5 separate regions of the Sus scrofa genome follow, and all the other regions are linked to region 1. A link is a contact called in public Hi-C, HiChIP or PLAC-seq and promoter capture Hi-C data. All regions are on one chromosome and are shown on one strand. The core of a region is the stretch at or near the end of the contact, and the rest is flanking DNA. Distances in the headings are between cores, read along the strand shown. Region 1 holds the start of CDC42BPA (serine/threonine-protein kinase MRCK alpha). Region 2 holds the start of COQ8A (atypical kinase COQ8A, mitochondrial). Region 3 has its middle 19 kb from the start of COQ8A. Region 4 holds the start of ITPKB (inositol-trisphosphate 3-kinase B). Region 5 holds the start of PSEN2 (presenilin 2).

Evidence for each region. Promoter capture Hi-C pulls out the DNA fragments that hold promoters and counts their contacts. Hi-C and Micro-C count contacts between places; a contact is called where the count stands out from the background. HiChIP or PLAC-seq counts read pairs in DNA pulled down with a chosen protein or histone mark.
Region 2: a promoter capture Hi-C map of liver shows a contact between it and region 1, with 7 times the contacts expected there. The contact joins the promoter of COQ8A here to the promoter of CDC42BPA in region 1. A contact is called at or near these places in 4 of 5 promoter capture datasets (fetal liver, fetal skeletal muscle and liver) and 1 of 47 Hi-C or Micro-C datasets (fetal skeletal muscle).
Region 3: a contact with region 1 is called in a Hi-C map of skeletal muscle, with 4 times the contacts expected there. The contact joins the enhancer-like site here to the promoter of CDC42BPA in region 1. A contact is called at or near these places in 2 of 5 promoter capture datasets (fetal liver and liver), 5 of 47 Hi-C or Micro-C datasets (embryonic fibroblasts, fetal heart ventricle, fetal skeletal muscle and 1 more) and 2 of 2 datasets of contacts at active chromatin or transcription factors (alveolar macrophages and skeletal muscle).
Region 4: a Hi-C map of embryonic fibroblasts shows a contact between it and region 1, with 1.6 times the contacts expected there. The contact joins the promoter of ITPKB here to the promoter of CDC42BPA in region 1. A contact is called at or near these places in 1 of 5 promoter capture datasets (fetal liver) and 1 of 47 Hi-C or Micro-C datasets (embryonic fibroblasts).
Region 5: a contact with region 1 is called in an H3K27ac HiChIP or PLAC-seq map of alveolar macrophages. The contact joins the promoter of PSEN2 here to the promoter of CDC42BPA in region 1. A contact is called at or near these places in 2 of 5 promoter capture datasets (fetal liver and liver) and 1 of 2 datasets of contacts at active chromatin or transcription factors (alveolar macrophages).

What each region holds. Positions count from the first base shown.
Region 1 is chr10:14,938,657-14,942,505 of Sscrofa11.1, reverse strand. CDC42BPA (serine/threonine-protein kinase MRCK alpha) reads left to right here and starts at 1,518. Exons shown (of 40, transcript XR_002336229.1): 1 at 1,518-3,006.
Region 2 is chr10:14,595,039-14,599,050 of Sscrofa11.1, reverse strand. COQ8A (atypical kinase COQ8A, mitochondrial) reads right to left here and starts at 1,814. Exons shown (of 15, transcript XM_021064416.1): 1 at 1,659-1,814.
Region 3 is chr10:14,576,032-14,580,137 of Sscrofa11.1, reverse strand. No RefSeq gene overlaps it. Among named protein-coding and RNA genes, the nearest start is that of COQ8A, 19 kb to the left of the region's middle. Within about 2 kb of position 1,602, at least 2 of the 83 cell types and tissues checked have an H3K27ac peak or open chromatin away from gene starts, as enhancers often do. A contact at or near this core is called in skeletal muscle, where this site is marked.
Region 4 is chr10:14,467,982-14,472,195 of Sscrofa11.1, reverse strand. It overlaps ITPKB (inositol-trisphosphate 3-kinase B), which reads left to right and starts at 2,610. Exons shown (of 10, transcript XM_021064414.1): 1 at 2,610-2,916.
Region 5 is chr10:14,542,575-14,546,809 of Sscrofa11.1, reverse strand. It overlaps PSEN2 (presenilin 2), which reads right to left and starts at 2,138. Exons shown (of 10, transcript NM_001078666.1): 1 at 1,998-2,138. The coding sequence starts at 2,138. LOC100510923 (a long non-coding RNA gene) reads left to right here. Exons shown (of 4, transcript XR_305804.3): 3 at 229-327; 4 at 1,946-2,526.

The DNA.
Region 1 (3,849 bases), core at 269-2,768:
GAGGCTCTAAAACTGTCTTTTATTGTGTAACACTTTTATTAAAATTCATAGGAAAAAGACTTTAATAAACACCAAAATATCATGTGTGTTAGGATTAAACTTTTTGCTTTTCTACTACTTTTGTAACTAGCCAACACACACATGTAAAGATGTTCTGCCTAGAAATGATCCATCTTTTGTCTGAGGCTATGTAAATATCTCTCTTGTGTTAAGAGCTTGTTGGAAAAAGAATGCTGTGCATTTAAGCCACACCAAGTGTAGATTTCACAAAAGATTCACAATGTTTTGTGAATGACAGCAATTTGAATAATTAATGTTAGGTTTTATTTTTAGACTTCTAGACCCTGATTTCTAGTTCTTCTTCAGCTTCCCTATGGGCAATTGTGGGCATGAACATAGTAAACCTAACTGCCTCACGGGTGTAGGAAAGGAATATAAAATAAATGTATTTTGGACAAAAATTATGGAGGAGATGGCAGTTTTGAGAAGGAAATGACAGATATGCAGTGACCCAGTTTAAGGATACATTTAAATGTGGGCTCTTCCATGAAAAATTTGTAGAGCGTTCTCTCCTAAAATCGAGATTCAAAAAACCTGGAAGGTCCTAATTGCATCAGGAACTGTACCTGATGAATGACCTGCCTTTGCTGCCGGGTTTCTGTGCTGTGCCGTGGGGTTACGTGCGCGCCCACGAACAGGGGATGGAGATTTGACGATAGGGGACTATCTGACTCCCCTTCATTGGCTGAATGCCTCGTAGGTGGTAACCTTCGCTGGGAATAAACAGGCAGCCGCTAGAATAGTTGTGGAGAGAAAACACTGTGCTCTACAGAGGGAAACTTTTGGGAACAGACTAGGGAATTCTACTCTCGCGCACACACTCAGGACTTGGAGGGTAGCGCATACAAGTCTGTCATTGTATTTGTCCTGGGTAATGACACAAGAGGTGGTGCAATTAGACACCAAGGAAATCATTACTTCGGAATGCTTGCGAACTGAATTTGGGGGGCGAGAGGTGAGCAGGTAGAGATGGTGAGAAAGACACGGTCTTTTACGGAGGTGTTGAAAGCCTTATGCTGTCAGCTTCTGCGTCCCCTTAGCAAACGCGCCAGTCAGGTGGTGCCTCCGAGGACCAGGAGGAAGCCCCGCTTCGCGATCCGTACGAACCAGAAGCCTCGAGGAACCGGGAGCAGCAGCGCGGCGGTGGCGCAGTTCCCAGCCCGCGCCCGGGTCCTCCCGCCTCCAGACCGTCCGCTCCCGCCGCCGCCGCCGCCGCCGCGGCCTCGCTAGTCCTCCCGTATCCCTGCATTCCACGTTGCGGCTGCCGCAGCCTGGGCTGCCGAGGCGTCCCCACCCTCCCCTCGGGGTGGTGCAGGCGCCCGCGCCCCCGCCCCCACCCGCCCAGGGCCTGGGCTCGGCTCTGCGCGGCCGCAGGACCGGACCCCGCCGCGCCGGCTGGGCTCGGGCGGGGGCGGGGCGGGGAGAGGGCGTGTGCGCGCGTGTCGGGGGAGGGGGCGGGGGCCGCCATATTGGATCCGGACTCGTCGGCGAACCTCCGCCTGCGCGCGGCGGGCCTGGAGCAGCCTCGCGGAGCCCAGGGCGCGAGCGCGAGAGGACGGGGAAGGCGGGGGAGGGGTGGAGGGAAAGGAAGGGAGTGGCTGCGAGCCGGGCTGCGGCAGCCCCTGGTCTCCTTACCAGCGGCACCAACCCCTCCTCCGGCGCCTCGGCCGCTTCCCTCCTTGCCGGGGAAAGATGCCCTTAACCCCGGGGTGTGAAGAAGGAGGAGAACTAGCTGCCGGAGCCGCCCGCGCCCTCGCCGCCGCAGCTGCTGCCGTCCGCGTCCTCTGAATCCAGAAAAGCACCTCCTCGCCCGGGCGTCGGGAGCGTCGGCGGGCGGGCGGCCGCGGTGCTGGTGAGGGGGAGACCGGGCTCTCCGCCCGGCGCGGCCCAGGCCGGCGGCCCAGCGACCACCGACATGGAGCGGGCTCGGGCGGCCGAGTAGCCGCCGCTCCCGGAGCCGGGGGCGAGTGCCGCCCGCAGCCAGTCAGGCCCCTGGGAGAAGCGGGGAGAAAAATGAAGAGTTTTCATCGTAATCCGTTGGAAATGGGACTAACTGCAAAGCCTTAGGAAGAAGGAGCTCAGGAGGAGAAAGGAAAAGCCTCCTCCGGGGAAGACTTGGCGTGCTCCGAGCCCAGGGCTGCTTCTGGGACCTCGCCACCTCCCTTTCCCGCTGGAGAAATTGCCGCTGAGGCGTTATCCCAGTGGTGGTTGGGAGGATTTGCAGCAGAATTTTTGGTTTTCCCTCCCCCTTATATACATTCTGGTTTTTTCCTCCCTTTTCGGTTTTCCTTCTGCCTGGGAAGTGAATTGCTGATGCAGATCGGACTTAATTCATTAATGATGCAACCGGATTCGTTTCAGGATTATGTTGCACGAGTTGAATTTTGAATGAAGGAGAAGAGTTTTTTTCTTTTTTCTTTTTTTCCCTTTTTTAATAAGAAGTGTTGACTCTTTGGTTCGCTGTACTTTTTAATTATTTTATTTAAATATACGACTTAATTGTATTATTCTTTGAAAAATGTATTAAATATCTATTTTATGATAACTTTCCCTCAAGATATATGTATATGTGCGAAATTGAAGACGCTTCAGTTAAGTGAGGTTCCTGGTGGGTTGGATGTTGCATTCAGCCCCGGCACTGCATGACAGTTGTTTGAATAACAAGTGGTTTATTTTTAAAACCACAGCTTTTACAATTTAGGATCAGATAATCATAGTCAAAGTCGTTCTAGTTATTGCAAGAAAACCCAGCCGAAATTGAAGCAAACATGTCTGGAGAAGTGCGTTTGAGGCAGTTGGAGCAGTTTATTTTGGATGGGCCGGCTCAGACCAATGGGCAGTGCTTCAGTGTGGAAACGTTACTGGATATCCTCATCTGCCTTTATGATGAATGCAATAATTCTCCACTGAGAAGAGAGAAGAACATTCTTGAATACCTAGAATGGGGTAAGTGTATTTAAAATAAAACCTCTTTAGCTGGGCATAAAGATTTAATTGTTGTAGGGAGTTATCATGATAAACTCTACTCTGTAATGACTATATTAATATATATATTTGGTATGTTAAGTATATTTAATAATAATAGCATATATATTAAATCAGTATATATGCTATATGGTATATATTATGTATTTAAATGTATATGCAATAAAAGAATAGGCAGCAAGTATTCAAGGTTTTTTTTTCCTTCTGGTTTTTGGTAAATATTTTCCCAAGAGTAAAACATGCCACTTTAGTTGTTGCCTTGATTTAATGAGGAACTTGTGAGGAAGGACTGTGGTTTTTGGTCAGCAGCAAGAGATTTTGAATAATTCTGTGATGGGCAAAAATGGATTGTTGCTCACGGCTGTCTGATGCATGGCAGTATATAACAGGCGTTCAATTGGAAGGTATTTATTGGTGGAAACATTCCTTGCCAGGCTTCGGAAAATGAGGGAGATATTAAAATATCTTAGGTCAACAGAAACTTGAAGGTGGTCGTCAGTGGGTTTTATTACATTTTGATATAGTACAAGCAAAGGAAATTACTAAACATGGACTTACCAAAAATTGTCATGCTTGTAAGATGACATAAATAGTTTAAAATTTTTGTGTTAGTAGTTGGTAGAGAATGTTTGGGAGCAGCTCCTGCCTGCCTGTGAGTTAGGATTTACTCACAATTTAGTTGAAACCTAACCTGGTTAAATTTCGAGTTTTCTTTTTCCTAAGTATAGGTGTGATGTAGAAGATCTAGGTAGGGATGTAGATCAATGAAGAGAGCAAATGCTGCAGGTGACCTTCAAGCTTGGA
Region 2 (4,012 bases), core at 565-3,064, 340 kb after region 1:
ATTTCCTTTGAGTTGCCCGAGATCAGGCCAAAAATCATAACCCTGCTTTGTCTGTTATCTGCAAGGCTGAAAATGCCCCAAACCATTACAGTCTTTTTTTTTTTTTTTTTTTTTTTTTTGTCTTTTTACCATTTCTTGGACCACTCCCTCGGCACATGGAGGGACTTGTTAAAGGGGTCCAATCGGAGCCATAGCTGCTGGCCTATGCCAGAGACACAGCAACACGGGACCCAAGCTGAGTCTGCGACCTACACCACAGCTCATGGCAACTCCGGATCCTTAACCCACTGAGCAAGGCCAGGGATCAAACCTGCAACCTCATGGTTCCTAGTCAGATTCGTCAACCACTGAGCCACAACGGGAACTCCAAACCATTACCAATCTTAAAGATGCTGCTTCTGGAGTTCCCACTGTGGCTCAGCAGTAATGAACCCGACTAGTATCCATGAGGACTCAGGTTCAAACCCTGGCCTCACTCAGTGGGTTAAGGATCCAATGTTGCCATGAGCTTCAGTGTAGGTTGCAGGTGCAGCTTGGATCTGGCATTGCTGTGGCTATGGTGCAGGCCAGCAGGTGCAGCTCCAATTTGACCCCTAGCCTGGGAGCTTCCATATGCTGCAGGTGTGGTCCTAAAAAGACAAGAACAACAAAAAAAGCTGCTCCTAAGAACCACCAGCACCTCCCTTTGTCTCTTCTCTGGAGAAGGGCCCTCCTGCCAACATGACCCACCCACCCATGACAACTGGCAGGCTGGCATCAGGCATGTTCAAATCCCCAGCAACAAGTCAGGCCTGGCAGGCCCAGCCCTTCAGGCTTCTGTCACACACACCTAGGGCCCTAGTGAGCAATGATAAGTTTTCCCATAGGCTGCAGGCTCTAACCAGGAGGAGAGACTGCACAGAAGTCTCTCACCCTGCAGGAGACTGGCACCCCTCACCCAAATACAGAGTCCCAGCACCCAGACCCGCCCCTGCAGCATTCCCCATCCCATAAGGCACCTGGGAGAACCGACCTGGGCTCGGCAGCAGGGCAGAGGCTGGAAAAAGGCACATGTTTAGGCAATTAAGCCCAAACCACTCACAAGACCCCTAGTGTCTGGAGGAAGAGGACGGTCACAGGAAAGCCAACAGAGGAAAGAACCAAGAAGGGCCCCCTTTCCCAAGTTCACTCCAAACCCCACCTGTGAAAGCCAACAGCTGGCTCGGACCAAGGGAGTCAAAGTCCTGACACAAACATGGGGCCGGGGGCAGTTAGCTCCTCTGAGACAGTGCAAAGGGATCTGGGCGTGAAGAGAAATATCATCATGAGAAAGCAAGGCAGGAAAGCAGTACTGGACACCAAGAAACACAACATCAGGTCACCGGAGCTGCCCAGCATACTCCGGGGGCCTAAGGCTTGGGCACGTGACCCTCGTCCCCTCCCAGAGACAGCCCTCGGCTAAGGTGGGAACAGGGGTAGGAGACAGCCGCAGGGCGCCCACCCTGCATTCTGAGGCGCGCTCACCGCTCGGCTGCCAAAAGCCGGAGGCAAATTAAATTCGCAAAAGGGAAGCCGCGCCGTCCCTTGTGAAAGATGCAAGAAGGGCCCAAGCGGGTGGTGAGCCCAGCTCTGGCCACAAGCAGACAGCACTCAGGGCACGCGGAGAGCTGCAGCCTTACCCTGCTGCAGGAAGCTAGGATCCGAAGTCACCTTCGCGCCGCCTCCGCGCACTCGGCGCAGCGCTGGCTCCCCGCACGCGCTCCGGATCTGTTTACCAACTCGCCCGCGCCCGGAGACCCAGCACCCGCAGCCCCGCCCGCGGGCCGCTCCCATTGGCTGCGCCGCGGCCACCGGCCCAGCGCCGCCCAGCAAGGGGCAGCGTGCTCGGCCCGTGCGCTCGACCTGTGGCCAATCGGAACAGAGGGCGGAGAGAGAGGAGCCAATGGGAGACCACCCCAGCGCGCAGGGCCCCGCCCCGTCGTCCCTCCTCGCTGCCCTTTCCCCTACTTGGGAAAGCGGGGCGTTCTGGGCTTGGAGGCCTGGCGCGCGTGCGCCCAAACAATTCCCCCCCCCCCCCCCGCTCCGCGCCCGCCTCGGACCAGGCGGAGGGCGCAGGCGCGGTGACCGGCAGTTGGCTGCTACGTCCCAGACGATGCTCCCCGGGCCTCTGAGCGGGCCTGGAGGGGAGGCAGTGGAAGGAGCAGAGGCAACCGCAGCGGGCCCGCCCCGTGCTCGCCTTATGTAACGAGGACCCCTGTCCCAGTTCCCGCTGAAGGGGGAAGAGCTGTGGGCAGCCTGGGTGCACGTCTGAATCGGCGCTCCGGCTCCACCCACTTGTCGCATTTCGCCGCGGGTCCCTCTTTTGGCTTTGCGGGCAACTGCACGCGCGCGCCGCTGGTGGCCCCGGTCGGGTCGCCCGAGGAGTAGGTCCGGAGCGTGCAGCGTCGTTTGCTCCTGTTAGCGAGAGTCTCCTCGGGAAGGCCCGACCCTCCCCTGAGCCGGGCGACAGGCCAGCACGTGGAAGGCGCGGAAGCGGGCCCGGCGGCGGCTGGCGGCCAGCCGGCTTGGTTGAGGGGTCCTCAGGAGTGAGAAACAGCCGACACAGAGCTGTCCCAAGAGAAAGTGCTTCCTCCAGAACCAAGTGGCCCCAGGTCTCCAAGTCACCCAGAGGTGCAGATTTGAGCCCCGATGGTGTGACAGTTTCCATTCCCCGGTCTGCAGCTCTGTCCTAGGTTATTGGTGGAGCTTGTGAGGAAAAGAGAAATAACAATTCAGTGACTTTCATATAAATATTTATATTCATGCCGAAAAGTTGTCCTTTATTCTGAGACTATTTTGAGGAGTTCACATTTACCATTTTTGAAACATGTTTAATATTACTGCTTAGAAAAATCAAAAGCATTTCGGAGTAGCCATCCTGACTCAGCGGTTAACCAACCCGACTAGTACCTATGAGGATGCAGGCTCCATCCCTGGCCTCTCTCAGTGGATTAGGGATGCGTGTTGCCCTGAACTGTGGTGTAGGTCGCAGTCATATCTCAGATTTGGCCTTGCTGTGGCTGTGGTGTAGGCCAGCAGCCACAGCTCCAATTTGACTCCTAGCCTGGCAACTTCCATATGCTGCGAGTGCAGCCCTAAAAGGACCACAAAAAAAAAAAAATTTTTTTTTTGAAAGCATTTGCATGCTGATGCCTGAAATGGGAGGAGGGGGAATCCAGACGTGAACTGACCTTCACCTTTCCTCATGAACGCTGGAGCCCGTCGTCCCCTACATGGGACCTGAGATGAGGTTCTGCAGCATGGGCCGGTGGGTGGCAGCCCTCTGCTTACCCCTGGGCCGGACCTTGGCCCTGCAGGATATCTCTGTGGAACATTCACTTATTCGCTCCATAGTCCAAATTCTGCCCCTTCCCTCCATCTTCTCCACATTACATACAACGCCCATTTTTGAGAATTAGAGAGTTTTTGACAAACCAAGGAACTGCCCCCAAACATTACAGGGCTAAGGAATGGGCATTTGCCTTGAGTAGGCCACTGGCTCCAGCCCCCTGGGTTAGGCGGTCAAGGAGTGTCCATTGCTCCGTCCTTTGCTAACTGTCCCCTGAACTGCCTGTGTTCATCCAAGCCCTGTGAGCCATGTGACTCCACCACTGCCCATAGGATATTGGAGTCCCTGGTTCATCCCTTCCTGTAATTTACAAACTCTACCCCCTCAGACTACACTTGGAATGAAGTGTGATTTTCATCACTTCCGGCTGCTGCGGATGGCAATGGAGAAAGGGTGCCGAGCGTTAGTGGGGAGGGGTATTAGTGGCATGGTTGCCTTCCATGCCAGTTCAGTCTTGCTCCACCAGCAAGCCCAGGGTTAGCTTTGCTCTAAAATGCCTGAAAAATAGTATAACTCACTACCATAAACATTGCTTTTCCTTCAGAGGCCATCAGTCTAGCTAAGTCTAGTTTATCCCCAACTAGTCTATGCAAAGAAGGAACCTACATCAGATTAATGTGATTTCGAGCTTAATTCCTTATAATG
Region 3 (4,106 bases), core at 353-2,852, 360 kb after region 1:
CAGCTGCAGCTCTGATTCGACCCCTAGCCTGGGTACTTCCATATGTGGCAAGTGTGGCCTTAAAAGACAAAAAAAAAAAAAAAAAAAAAAAAAAACCTATAAATAAATAAATGAATAAATAAAAATCATATATTGTTTGTGACCCTGTAGTAGTATTTGAGATCATAAAATCAGCTTTTACCTGAATGTGAAGTTTTTATTTTCAACATTTTTCTTAGAAGGCGAAATGGGGCTTAAATACTTGGAAGGCAATATCGACTTTTTCTTGACTAGTCCCAGGCCTTGACCTTATTTACAACATTAAGATTTTCCAACCTGATGTTCCCTTGCTTTCTGGGCAAGCGTCCCTGAGTATCCTCTCCGGGGCCAAGCTCCTTGAGAGCTGGGACCACATCTTGTGCCTCTTTCATAACCCATGTCTTCCTCATGCTGAGAGGGATTCCAGAGCTTCCCAAAAGCTGGTGGATGGCCCATGGAAATTTCCACAGCAGCTGCTTGGTCCCAGCCCCTCCACCTGAGCCCTGGCCTGCAAGCCCTCCCAGCCCAAGGACACTGAGCCTGGCTCCAGGTCAGGCCTGAGGTCTATTTATGACTCTTTATCTCAGGAGGAGTGCCTGGGCCCCTTGCACTCAAGAAACCTCCTCCTCTTCTCACCAGTCAACACGCGTCCCTGTCTAGAGGACAGGAAAGCAGTGCGGCAAGAAACATACTCTCTGATGGATGGCCCCAGTGTCTCCCCACCTATGGCTTATTCTTCTCATTTGGGGGCCCAGATCCTTCCATGGGAACAAAGACAACCTCTGACAGTCAAATAAAATATCTTGGAAGTTCCTGTTGTGGCTCAGCAGTAATGACCCAGACTAGTACCCATGAGGATGCAGGTTCGATCCCTGGCCTCGCTCAGTGGGTGGGGGATCTGGCATTGCTGTGGCTGTGGCTGTGGCTCTGGTCAGCAGCTGTAGCTCTGATTTGACCCCTAGCCTGAGAACTTCCATATGCCTCAGGTGAGGCCCTAAAAAGCAAAAAGCAAAAAACAAACAAATTTTATGAACACTGATGAGCTTATTAATGAGTTTGTTTCTCACATGCTTCCCCTCACCAAGGAAAATTTGTCTCCCAAGCAGGAGGAACATCTTCCCCACTCCCACCAGGGAGCTCAGCTCATGGGCGGAACAAGTTATTGATTAACTCCCAGATCCCTGTGGGAGCCGCTCAGGGAAGAGCTGAGCCCACAAGGGACCAGGAGCACACGGTGCCTGAGGAATGATGCTGCTTCCAGCCCCATGGCCTTGCTCTCCCCTCCCGGGCACGGAGGCAGGGACCAGGAGCCAGAGAACCTGAGATCAGAGCCGCTCTACCGTGACACCAGGTCCCTGAGGTACCTCACATAACCTCTCTGGGCCTCAGGGTTCTAAGGTGCCAAATACCTGACCTACCTACTTAATTCTTAATTTAATTTTATATTATCACCATTATTTTTTTAGCAGTGGCCACGTTTGGTGTGTGACTCAGATGTCAGGTGAAACCTCCCTAGAGAGTATTGGTTCCAGGGTCCATGCCACAGCCTGGGGGAGCCTAAAGCCCTCCTGCTAAGGCTTGGCCACATCCCGGGAAGTGGGAGGAGGCTCATGTGCACAGTCACCTCTGGCCCCGAGGCCCTGCCACTGCCGAGTGCCAGCAGTTTGTGGACTGTCTGCCACCTGCGTGCTGTCCCGTCCCAGGCTGTGCAAACCCCTTTAACAAGGGGACTGGACAGGATCTACATAACTCCAGATTAAATGTTAGACACCTCTGTCCTCGGAAGTTCTTTAGCTGTCCCATCCTATGGGGACTCTGTCAGCTGGCCATCTCCCTCACGGTCCCACTTAGTGGCTTTTTCGTCTCCTCGCCTTCTTGTCTCTCCTCCTAGCCTTTCCCTTTCCGACTGCCTCCGGAACTCCAAATTCTCCTCACTGTATTCGGGAGAGTCGTTTATTTCTCTCCCATTCCTTCTGCCAAACTCAAGCATTCAGACCTTGTTGAGGTGGGAGATCAGCCCTTCCAGGCGGCAAGATCCACCTTTTGGTGTACCAGGCTGTTGTGGCTGTAAAGTTGTCCCCCCCCCTTCAGTCTCCTTAAATTGTGATGCGGTTTCCGCTAAATTCTTTCTATTTTTATTTTTATTTTTATTTTGTTTTTTAGGGCTGTGCCTGCAGCATATGGAGGTTCCCAGGCTAGGGAACAAATCGGAACTTCAGCTGCTGGCCTACACCACAGCCAGAGCAACGTGGCATCCCAGCTGCGTCTGAGACCTATACTGCAGCTCATGGCAACGCCAGATCCGTAACCCACCGAGCACGTCCAGGGATCAAACCTGCAACCTCATGGTTCCTAGTCATATTCGTCTCCGCTGCACCACGATGGGAACTCCAGGTTTCTGCTAAATTCTTGCTGAAACAACAATTCCATTCCTTAGAATGCAGAGAAAACGAAGAGGAGCAGCATTTTGGATCTAATTCTGCACAAACAGGCCAGTCTGCCCAGAACTTGAAAATCAGAGACAGCTCAGCGCCACTCAGGAGTCTGGATAGCTGGGAAGGGCTTGCTGGACCGTCCAGTGTGCAACAAGACTCAGGAAGGAGACTCTCAAGGTATTTGGAGAAAAGGTAGGTGTGACTGATCTTGTGATACAAGAATCAAAGAGCTCAAGCAGGACCAAGTGAGTTTCTAAATTGCTAATGATCCCATAGAGGGAAAAGACAAAAGCAGTTCCACGGTCAAGGACACCTGCAGGTAGGTGAATGGGGCAGCAGGGTATTCCTTCCCGCACATCCTCGTCACGTGACTTCCAAGCTCCTAGGAGTCTCCTCCATTCCCCTTTCGAGGCTGACCCGCCAGGCACACAGATCTCTGCTCGCGCTCCCTCATTGGCTGGAACCCAAACACACGGCCACGCCCACCTGTGGGGGAACCTGGGGAGTGAAGTCTAGGGGCGCGCTCAGAAGGAAGGAAAACTGTCCTGCAGCTGAATGTCTCTGCCACACACTCCGTCAGCGTTCCTTATTAAGAATGGAAAATTGAGGAACAATCTCGACATGAGACACTGAAGCTCGAGTACCCAAGGAGGTTGTAAGACCTCAGCACCCTGATGCCCCAAAAGAGCTCAGATGTTCTGACCTGGATGAATTATCCCCCAGGGTACTGAGGGGGCTCGCAGACAAGCTCACATCATCTTTGGGAGACTGTGACAAACCCAAGTGTCGCTGGAAGCCAAAGACGCAGGCGCTGTCATCCTGATTTTCATCAAGACTAAAACCTAGGAATCTCAAAAGTATCCAGCGGTGAACTTGACATTAATATGGGATGAGTGGGAGTTCCCTTTGTGACTCAGGGGTTAAGGAATCCAACTAGGAACCATGAGGTTGCAGGTTCGATCCCTGGCCTCGCTCAGTGGGTTAAGGATCTGACATTGCCCTGAGCTGTGGCAGATGCGGTTGGATCTGGCGTTGCTGTGGCTGTGGTGTAGGCCAGCAGCTGCAGCTCCAATTCAACCCCTAGCCTGGGAACCTCCATGTGCTGCAGGTGCGGTCCTAGAAAAAGACAAAAAAAAAAAAAAAGATATATATATATATTTATATTTATATATATGGGATGGGATGAGTGGCTACAGATTATCAAATGGCTGGTTTCAAACATTTAGAAGTAAAGTGTTGACCCAGTAAGAGCCAACATGTGGTCCAGGCTAACTTCATTTTCTTTAACAAAGAATTGTTGTTAACAATATTCTTATCCTTAAGCTTAATAACACTTCCTCAGGAAGTTAGTGCTACGGAATCAAGTAAATTATGAGCAAAGTTATTTTGTACAAAAAAATGTTGTCACCACTTTATTTATAGTAGCAAAAAATTAGATACAACCTAAAAGTACTGCAGTAGGGGAATGGTTATATAAATTACTCATCATTAATACCATGAACTATTATGTAGGCTTCAAAACTGTTTTCGGAGAATGTTTAATGTAACGAGAAAACACATATGAAATGCTGTCAATGAAAAAGTCAGTACGCAGGTATCAGAGAATGTATGCCCTTAGTGATGTGTAAAACATCAGCACAGAGTTCCCGTTGT
Region 4 (4,214 bases), core at 1,361-3,860, 470 kb after region 1:
CTCCAAAATTTATAAACAACTTCTGCAGCTCCATACCAAAAAAACAAACACCCCACCAAAAAATGGGCAGAAGATCTAAACAGACAATTCTCCAAAGAAGACATACAGATGGCCGAGAAACACATGAAAGGATGTTCAACATCACTCATCATTAGAGAAATGCAAATCAAAGCCATGATGAAGTACCACATTATACCAGCCAGAATGGCCATCATCAAAAAGTCTACAAACAACAAGTGCTGGAGAGGGTGTAGAGAAAAAGGAACACCGTTGGTGGGATTGTAAATTGGTGCAACCACTGTGGAAAACAGTATAGAGATTCCTCAGAAAACTAAAACTAGAAGTACCATTTGATCCATCAATCCCACTCCTGGGCATCTATCCAGAGAAAACCACGACTCGCAAAGATACATGTATTCCGATGTTCATTGCAGCACTATTTGCAATAGCCAAGACATGGAAACAACCTAATGTCCATCGACGGAGGAGTGGATCAAGAAGATGTGGTACATATACACATACACAATGGAATATTACTCAGCCATTAAAAGGAATGAAATACCGGCATTTTTTGCAACATGGATGGACCCAGAAATTATCACGCTAAGTGAAGTCAGCCATACAATGAGACACCAACATCAAATGCTTTTACTGACATGTGGAATATGAAAAAAGGACACAATGAACTTCCTTGCAGAACAGATACTGACTCACAGACATGGAAAAACTTATGGTCTCTGGAGGAGACAGTTTGGGGGGTGGGGGGATGTGCTTGGGCTGTGGGATGGAAATCCTGTGAAATTAGATTGTTATGATCATTATAAAACTACAGATGTGATTAAAAAAAAAATCTGGGAAGGTGACTAGATTCTGTTTCAAGAGGTTAGCCAGCCATGTGGGATCCCAGATATGGATTTTTCTCCATCTTCTCCCCCCTCCTTGCTGTCCTGGATAGCACAGTTAGAATTTTAGACTGGTAGAATTATCTAGCTCTACCTCCAGTCCCAGGCAGGAATCCCTTCTGCATGCCACAACCTGACCAGTTGCTGACTACGTTCTGAGCAAAATTCTTCAGGCTGACTCTACATTCAGGGAAACCTGAATTTCTCAATTCTAGGGAAGGCCTGTGAAGTCTAGCTATGAGGTGACAGTGAGATTTCCCAGAGGCTGGGAAGCTAAGTTTCTGTGTTCACCGTATGTATCACTCAGCCCTTCAGTTGTTTCTACCATGACACCTGATGTGGGTGTTTGTATCTCCTGTGATAGTCAGAAATAAACTCCCTGGAGTGGGTCTCTCGAGAACTGGCAGCTCCTGTTTCTTGCCACTAGGGCACTGAATTAGGGGCAAGGATAGGGCTGACTTCTCTGCCATAGCAATTGCCCAGGTCCTGAGGCAATATCTGAATAAACTCTAGGCTCTTTTTACTTAGCCCCATGGGGGGGGGGGGAGAAGAGGAATTAGACCCAATCCTTTTAACATAGCATGTTAAAAACATAAAAACAGACAGGACTCAACAGTGTCTGATTCCAGGGAATTCTTGGCTAGAAGATGTCTTGGTTTCAGATTTAAATGAGTTTTTTCCTGAGGGAGCAGCAGGTTGCTTTGCTCACTTAAACAGCATTGTTACAAACAAGCAAGAGCAGAGTCAAAATTTCCAACTAAACTCTGGTTAATAGGAACATAAGGACTGATGCTGGGCTTTAGAGTTTTACATTTCTTGAGCCTGGCAGCTGTATTTTCCCTCTTTCCACTAAATGCTATAGTTTAGGGTTTAGGGAATTATGCAAAACACACTTGCAGCATCAGAGCTTAAATGGGGTAAGATCCTTGCCCAGAGGTATTTGCTGATGATGGAGGAAAAAGTCTCTTGAAAATGATCCAGCTGCAGGAGACTGAGCAAAGGGTCCCCAGCCTTCTTAGTTCCAGGCCTATTATTTTTCTTAAAATAACTTGGAGAATTAAGTGCAAAAACATGCCAATGTCACATTTGCTGTGTGCATTTAGTAATAAAAAACATGTGCAATGCAAAGGCGTGTTTATTCAACTAGCAATTGCACTGCAAAACTATCAACAGCTCACAGCCCAACCTGCCTTCCAAAATACGACCGTGATGCATTTAAAATGTGCAACTGCAACGGAGGTGCCCACAAAGTACCTTATTCGAATTTGCATATTTGTGTACAAGGACACAAACAGTTTATATAGGGCTTTAGTTCGTTTTAAATGCTAAACAGGCCCCCATGATTTGCTTTGCTTAAAATGCACACTCAAACTTTATTAAAAACATGTTTCAAAAAAAGTTTCATAAAGCTAGCCACCAGCGAGGCTCGCTGGAGGGGTGGAAAATGGATCGTGTATCTTTAACCCGCAGAAGTTAAAAGGTTTTCTTTTTTTGTTAGCTAACAATGGAAACTTTTTTTTTTTTTAAGTGTTTCCCTCCCTCGGTCTTGCCAAGCAATAGAAAAAAAAAAAAAAAAAAAAAAGAAAAGAAAAACTTGTTCCGCTGAGTTCAACCCCAGACAGGCTCACAACTTCCTTCCTGCTTTCCTCCCCCAAGCCCCCGCCTTTCTCCCTCCTCCCTCCTCTCCCCCACCCCCCAACTTTTTTTTTTTTTTTTTTTTTTTAATCGCACATTGAACAAACACTGAAGTGGCCTGGAGCAGACACTGACAGGGGTAGTATCTCCGCGGCTCAGAAGGGCGTGCAGGGCCGGCCGGCGTCGCCACCGCCCGGATCTCCGGCCCCTACCGAGGAGCTTTCCGCCTTCTTTTCCACTCCTATTTTTTTGGTCTTCCAAAAGAAGTCAGGAAACCATTTCTGAGCTTTTTGAACTTTTAAAGCCATCTTTTTCCTACGCGGTCTGCGTCCCTGGGCCATGTAGTCTGCACAGGACCCGGGAATCTGAGAAATTGCAGGTAAGTTTGGCGGCTTTTTAAATGGCCCTCGCCTCCGAACGCGGTTTCCCCTCACTCTCTGCTCGGGAGAGAATCTGAGGGTTCCGGGTTCTGAAAAAGCGCAGAGAAGTGGGCCGGGGAGACGGGCAAAGAGGTTTTGACTGGGGACGGTGGCGTGGAGTAGGGGTGTGAGCACAGGAGCCAGAGACAAGTTTTCGGCGTTTCTCCTGCTCGCCTTCCGGGCCACTGACTTCCCGCCGCCTCCCCGGCGCGCTGCAGGCGTCCCCCGGCTCCGGCCGCCGGGCGAGGCTGCCCAGGATGCGGAGAAGCCTTGTACTCGGCTGCGCCGCCCAGGGGCTTAGAGCCGGGCCCCGGGAGGTTTGCAGAGCCTGGGCCCCCGAAGGCTGCAGCCGCGCACATCGCAGAGTCCCTCGGAGGGGGCGCGGGTCCCGGTGCCCGCAGAGGCAGTAGCGTCCTCCCGCACAGGGCGTGCGGAGCGCGGACTCCCGGTACCGGCGCGCGCGCACAGGCGCGCGCACACACTCACACACTCACTCACACACACACACACACACACACACACACGCCCCTCCATGGGGGGCGACGGCAGGGGGCGGCGAGTATTGGTTCCGGTACAGGGGACGCGCAGCGTCTCGGCCCCGAGCGCGCGCAGGCGCGCCCACACACAAAACACACTTGTTTGGGGACTGGCGACAAGGCCAGTGCTGGAAAAGGCCTTGGCTGCTGCCCCACCGCTCGCCCAGGCCGTCGTAGGCCTAGGGAAACAGCCCCAAGGCCAGGGTCAGGAAGGTAAACGGCAGGCCACGCAGAGGTTCCCCTCCAAGACCCGGGCGCAGGCAGCGGCCGGGGAAGGCAGGTCCCGCTCAGGTTTCCTCTGAGTCGGTCCTTGTTGGCCAGAGAGAGTGGAGCGGGGAGATCCCGAAGCCCAGGGGCGGGGGCTGCCCTGTTATACCTGATTGAACCAGGGTTTGCAAAGCCGAGGAGACCCAGTGGTGGTGAAGGGGGGAGTCCTCACTCTCAGAGAGGTCGCAAGAGCCGCGCTCCGCACGCAGCCCGCGTAGGAATTAAGTAGTTGTACGGCATCCTCCGCCGGTGCTCTTGGCTCTGGAGACGAATCTTAGAATTTGGAATCTGAAGAGACCTCCAGGCGCATCACAGCCTGGGGCGAGGGGTGGGAACGCACTCGGGAAACGCACACCCGCAACCGCGCTAGCGCCGGAGGCCGCGGAGTTGTGTCTTCGCCTGGCGGCATAGCCCCTAGAAGTGAGACGTCCAGTGGCACCCGCTTCCGGACAGAT
Region 5 (4,235 bases), core at 889-3,388, 400 kb after region 1:
CCCGGGGAGGATCTGGGCCATGGGAGGTGGGAGAGCGAAACGAGGAGGCAGCGAAGGAGGATGGGGGACGCCTGCCAGATGCTGGCACAAGCTGATCTGCAAGAACCTGTTTTGGAATTGTGATCATTCAGGGTCATTAGCTGCCTTGTTAATTATGTGAACAGCCAAGACAAAGCCAAATGAAACGAACATTTAAAATGACTGTTCTTTGGTGTCTGTTCTTTGCAGAGAGAATTTCATCTAGATATTCAGTTGAGAAGGAAGGGAAAACAACTAAAAACAACTGAGATGCGCAAAAACTCCAGGAAAGAAAAGACAAAGAAACGAGTAAGAAATGGCTCCGGGGAGTTCCCGTCGTGGCGCAGTGGTTAACGAATCCGACTAGGAACCATGAGGTTGCGGGTTCGATCCCTGCCCTTGCTCAGTGGGTTAACGATCCGGCGTTGCCGTGAGCTGTGGTGTAGGTTGCAGACGCGGCTCGGATTCTGAGTTGCTGTGGCTCTGGCGTAGGCCGGTGGCTACAGCTCCGATTCGACCCCTAGCCTGGGAACCTCCATATGCCGCGGGAGCGGCCCAAGAAATAGCAACAATAACAACAACAGCAAAAAAAAAAAGACAAAAGACAAAAGACAAAAAAAAAAAAAAAAAAAAAAGAAATGGCTCCGGGAGTTCCCATCATGGCTCAGTGGTTAACAAATCCAACTAGGAACCATAAGGTTGCGGGTTCAATCCCTGGCCTTGCTCAGTGGGTTAAGGATCTGGCATTGCTGTGAGCTGTGGTGTAGGTCGCAGACAAGGCTCGGATCCTGTGTTGCTGTGTCTCTGGCATAGGCCAGTGGTCACAGCTCCGATTCAACCCCTAGCCTGGGAACCTTCATGTGCTGTGGGAAGCGGCCCTAGAAAAGGCAAAAAAAAAAGAAAGAAAGAAAGAAAGAAATGGCTCTGGAGTAGCTATTCCGTAGCCTTGAGCTGATGAGATCTCTCTTGGAGCCCAGAGGAGGACAGAAGGGAGCTCAAGTTTCAGCAAAGGAGAACAAGGCCTACTGGAATAAAGAAATCCTACAGGTGAAATGGAGATGGGAATTCAGGCAGATTCAGGTGTAGTTTTACCCTGATGGGGAGGAAGGTGGCTTGGCTGGTCACTCTCCCACATATATCCTCCAGTTCATAATGTAATAATCTGTCCTGCAGGCTGCAGAGGTTAAGACCACACAGTGCAGCCCACCCCTCCTGCTATGGGCTTGACGTCTGTGTCCCCCGAATTCACAGGCTGTGATGATGTTTGCAGGTGCAGCCTTTGGGAGATGACTAGGTCATGAGGGTGCAGCCCTCATGAATGGGATTCGTGCCCTTATAAAGGGGGACCCAGAGAGTGCCCTCCCACCTTCTGCCACGTGAGGATACAGAAATCAGCCACCTATGAACCAGGAAGTGGGCTCTCAACAGAATCAGAGCTGCCAGCACCTTGACTTTGAACTTCCCAGTCCCTAGAGTAGTGAAAAATACATTTCTGTTGTTTATAAGCCACGCAGGCTACAGTAATTTTGTGCTGGTGGCCTGAATGGACGAAGACACATAACCAGCTCCAAAGCCAAACGTGAGACAGGTATACCACTCTCCTGGTTACCATGTCTGGCCATCTACCAAAAAAGTTCTCTCCAGCAATTTCCTCAATTTCCTAGCTTCTGTGCTGCCTGTCCCAGCATCCAAACTCACTCTCTGGTTCCTATTGAAACAGTAACCTGCACTAGGAAGGGGAACCCAATGGGCAGGGCCAGGGCGGAAGGAATCACTCAGCGCCCTGCAGAGTTGACCTTTAACAGGCTGTGTACGTGCAGAGTCTACTGTGAAGCCTTCACAGACTTAAGATCCACTCAGCAGACCACCTGTCCTTTCAGCCAATTCTCATCTGCTCTTTCCCTTCCCTCCTGTTTCTATCCATTAGGTACGGACCCAGGGCCCTGTCTGGGGGCCTCAGACCACTGGCAGGAACCTACCCACTGAGCAGCACTCTCTCCATCCTCCAGGCCCTGCCTGCCTTCCTGGCAGGAGCGAGGCGTGGGGCTCTCGGCCGACATCAGGGACGTCCGCTCGTCACACACTTCTTCCTCGCTGTCAGAGGCCATGAAAGTGAGCATGGCCCCTCCTCCGAAAGTGCCTGGAAAAGGAGCACAGCGGACTCTGTTCCACTTTCCTACAAGGCAAAGGCAGAGGAGGGTGAGAGGCAGCTTTAAGACCTGGACTCAGGTCCTGCCCAAACTGACCACCTAGGACACAAGTGTCAAAGGGCTGCTATAAAGCCACGGTCCCCAGGGGCCACCACAGAGGCTGTAGCAGCCTCAAGAGGGACTGGCCAGAGGAGATCCAGTCCATGGGGCAAAACTCCCAACCAAAAATGTCCTGGCCACTCCAGACTGTCAGTACACTCACTTATTGAATCAACAAACACCCGTTCAGTACCCATAATGTGCCAACACTTTTGTCCTAAAACCAATAAAAACCAGCTATCCAATGTGACAAATGATATAATCCAGGTGTTCACCAAGAGGTACTGAAGCACAAAGAAGAATTACATCTCAGAGATCAGGAAAGCTTTATAGAGACGATAACGTCATCTGATGGAGACAGACTTTCCTAGGTGGGAGGGAAGGGCAGAGGGTGTGAAGAATGTTCTAGCCAGAGCCTGGCACTGCTGGGGCTTGGGGAGAGGTGCTGTGGAGGGTCTCTGGTGCCATGTTAAGGAGATATACTTCATCCCCCAAGGACAGAGGTGACAGATCAGATCTCTGGTTACAAACATATCTGGCAGAGTTCCTGTTATGGCTCGGCAGAAAAGAACCTGCCTAGTATCCGTGAGGACATGGGTTCAATCCCTGGCCTCACACAGTGGGTTAAGGATCCAGCGTTATTGCAAGCTGTGGTGTGGGTCACAGATGCGGCTTGGATCTGGTGTTGCTGTGGCTGTGGTGTAGGCCAGCAGCTGCAGCTCCAATTTGACCCCTAGCCTGGGCACCTCCATATGCTGCAGGTGTAGCCCTAAAAAAATAAATATGTCTGGCCACTGACTAAGAAAGGGGTAAAAAGAAGAGAGGGAGACAATCATGGGAAGTGAATCAGGCTTAAGGTGGCAGCAAGATGGATGAGAGCGAGGGCAGAGAATCCAGAAACAGTGGGAGGGAGACAGTCAGGGTCAGAGGTGGGGGATGGAACAGGACAGAGTCCAGGACGGGTAAATAACGGTTAATCTGATCCAGGAACCTACTGAATGTAAATGGGCGAAAAGGGGCAGCTGCCTGGGGTGGTGGGGAGAGTGCCCCGTGTCGGGAGCAGGGGAAGGAGATGAGAGTCATGAGTTGAGAAGTGGCAGCCACGGGAGCAGTGAGCCAAGACCACGAGAAGCGAGCACGTGTGTGTGTGTGTGTGTGTGTGTGTGTGTGTTGGGGAAGTATAGCTGAGGGCAGGACTCACAGGAAAACCAAGGCTGAAGGGACTACACAGGACGGAGCCGGTCCCTGAAGACGCTGTGCTGCCCCAGTGGTGTGGTTGGAGCACCACGTGGGCGCCAGGCAGTCCCAAGCCTTCCAACCCCCAACAGGACAGCTGAGCTGCCAGCAGGGCCAGCGTCCCTGTCACTAGCCTCCCTGAACCCTGGGCCGAGCCTCAGGCCACAGGGACAGCCAGGGCTGCTCTCGGCTCCAAGTTCCTCTCCACGTCAGTTGCCCCCAGAATCGATGATTTTCAAACAGAGCAGGACGCTTCCTTCTACTGACCCGGCCAGTTCCGTTCCGCTTGGCAGGGTCTGTGACTGCTTTTTTTTTTTTTTTTTTTTTTGACAACACTGCCCTAGGCTGTGGCCTGGATCATGCCCAAGTGGACTTCAGCTCATCCCCAAGCCTGGCTCTGCTCACCTCGAGGACTCAGGCCCTTACAGAAGGCTCCCCACAGCTCCCACAGGGGTTCAGAAAGAATACGCGGAGCTCCCCTGAGTTCAGTGCTAGGAAGCAAAGTAGGTAACTGCCAGGAGGGGGTGACAGGACACTGGGCTACTTAAGACTAAACGGGGGGGACAGTCTACCAACAGTGGGGATTAGATGTCTCAGCCTCCAGGACAAAGAGGGACATGAAACTGGCCTCAGAGGTTAGGAAAGTAACCTCATCAACGGATGGTGGGATGGGGGACCTGACGGGGCCCCTTGTGACGACACCCAGCAATCTGTTGTGGCTGGAGCATGAGG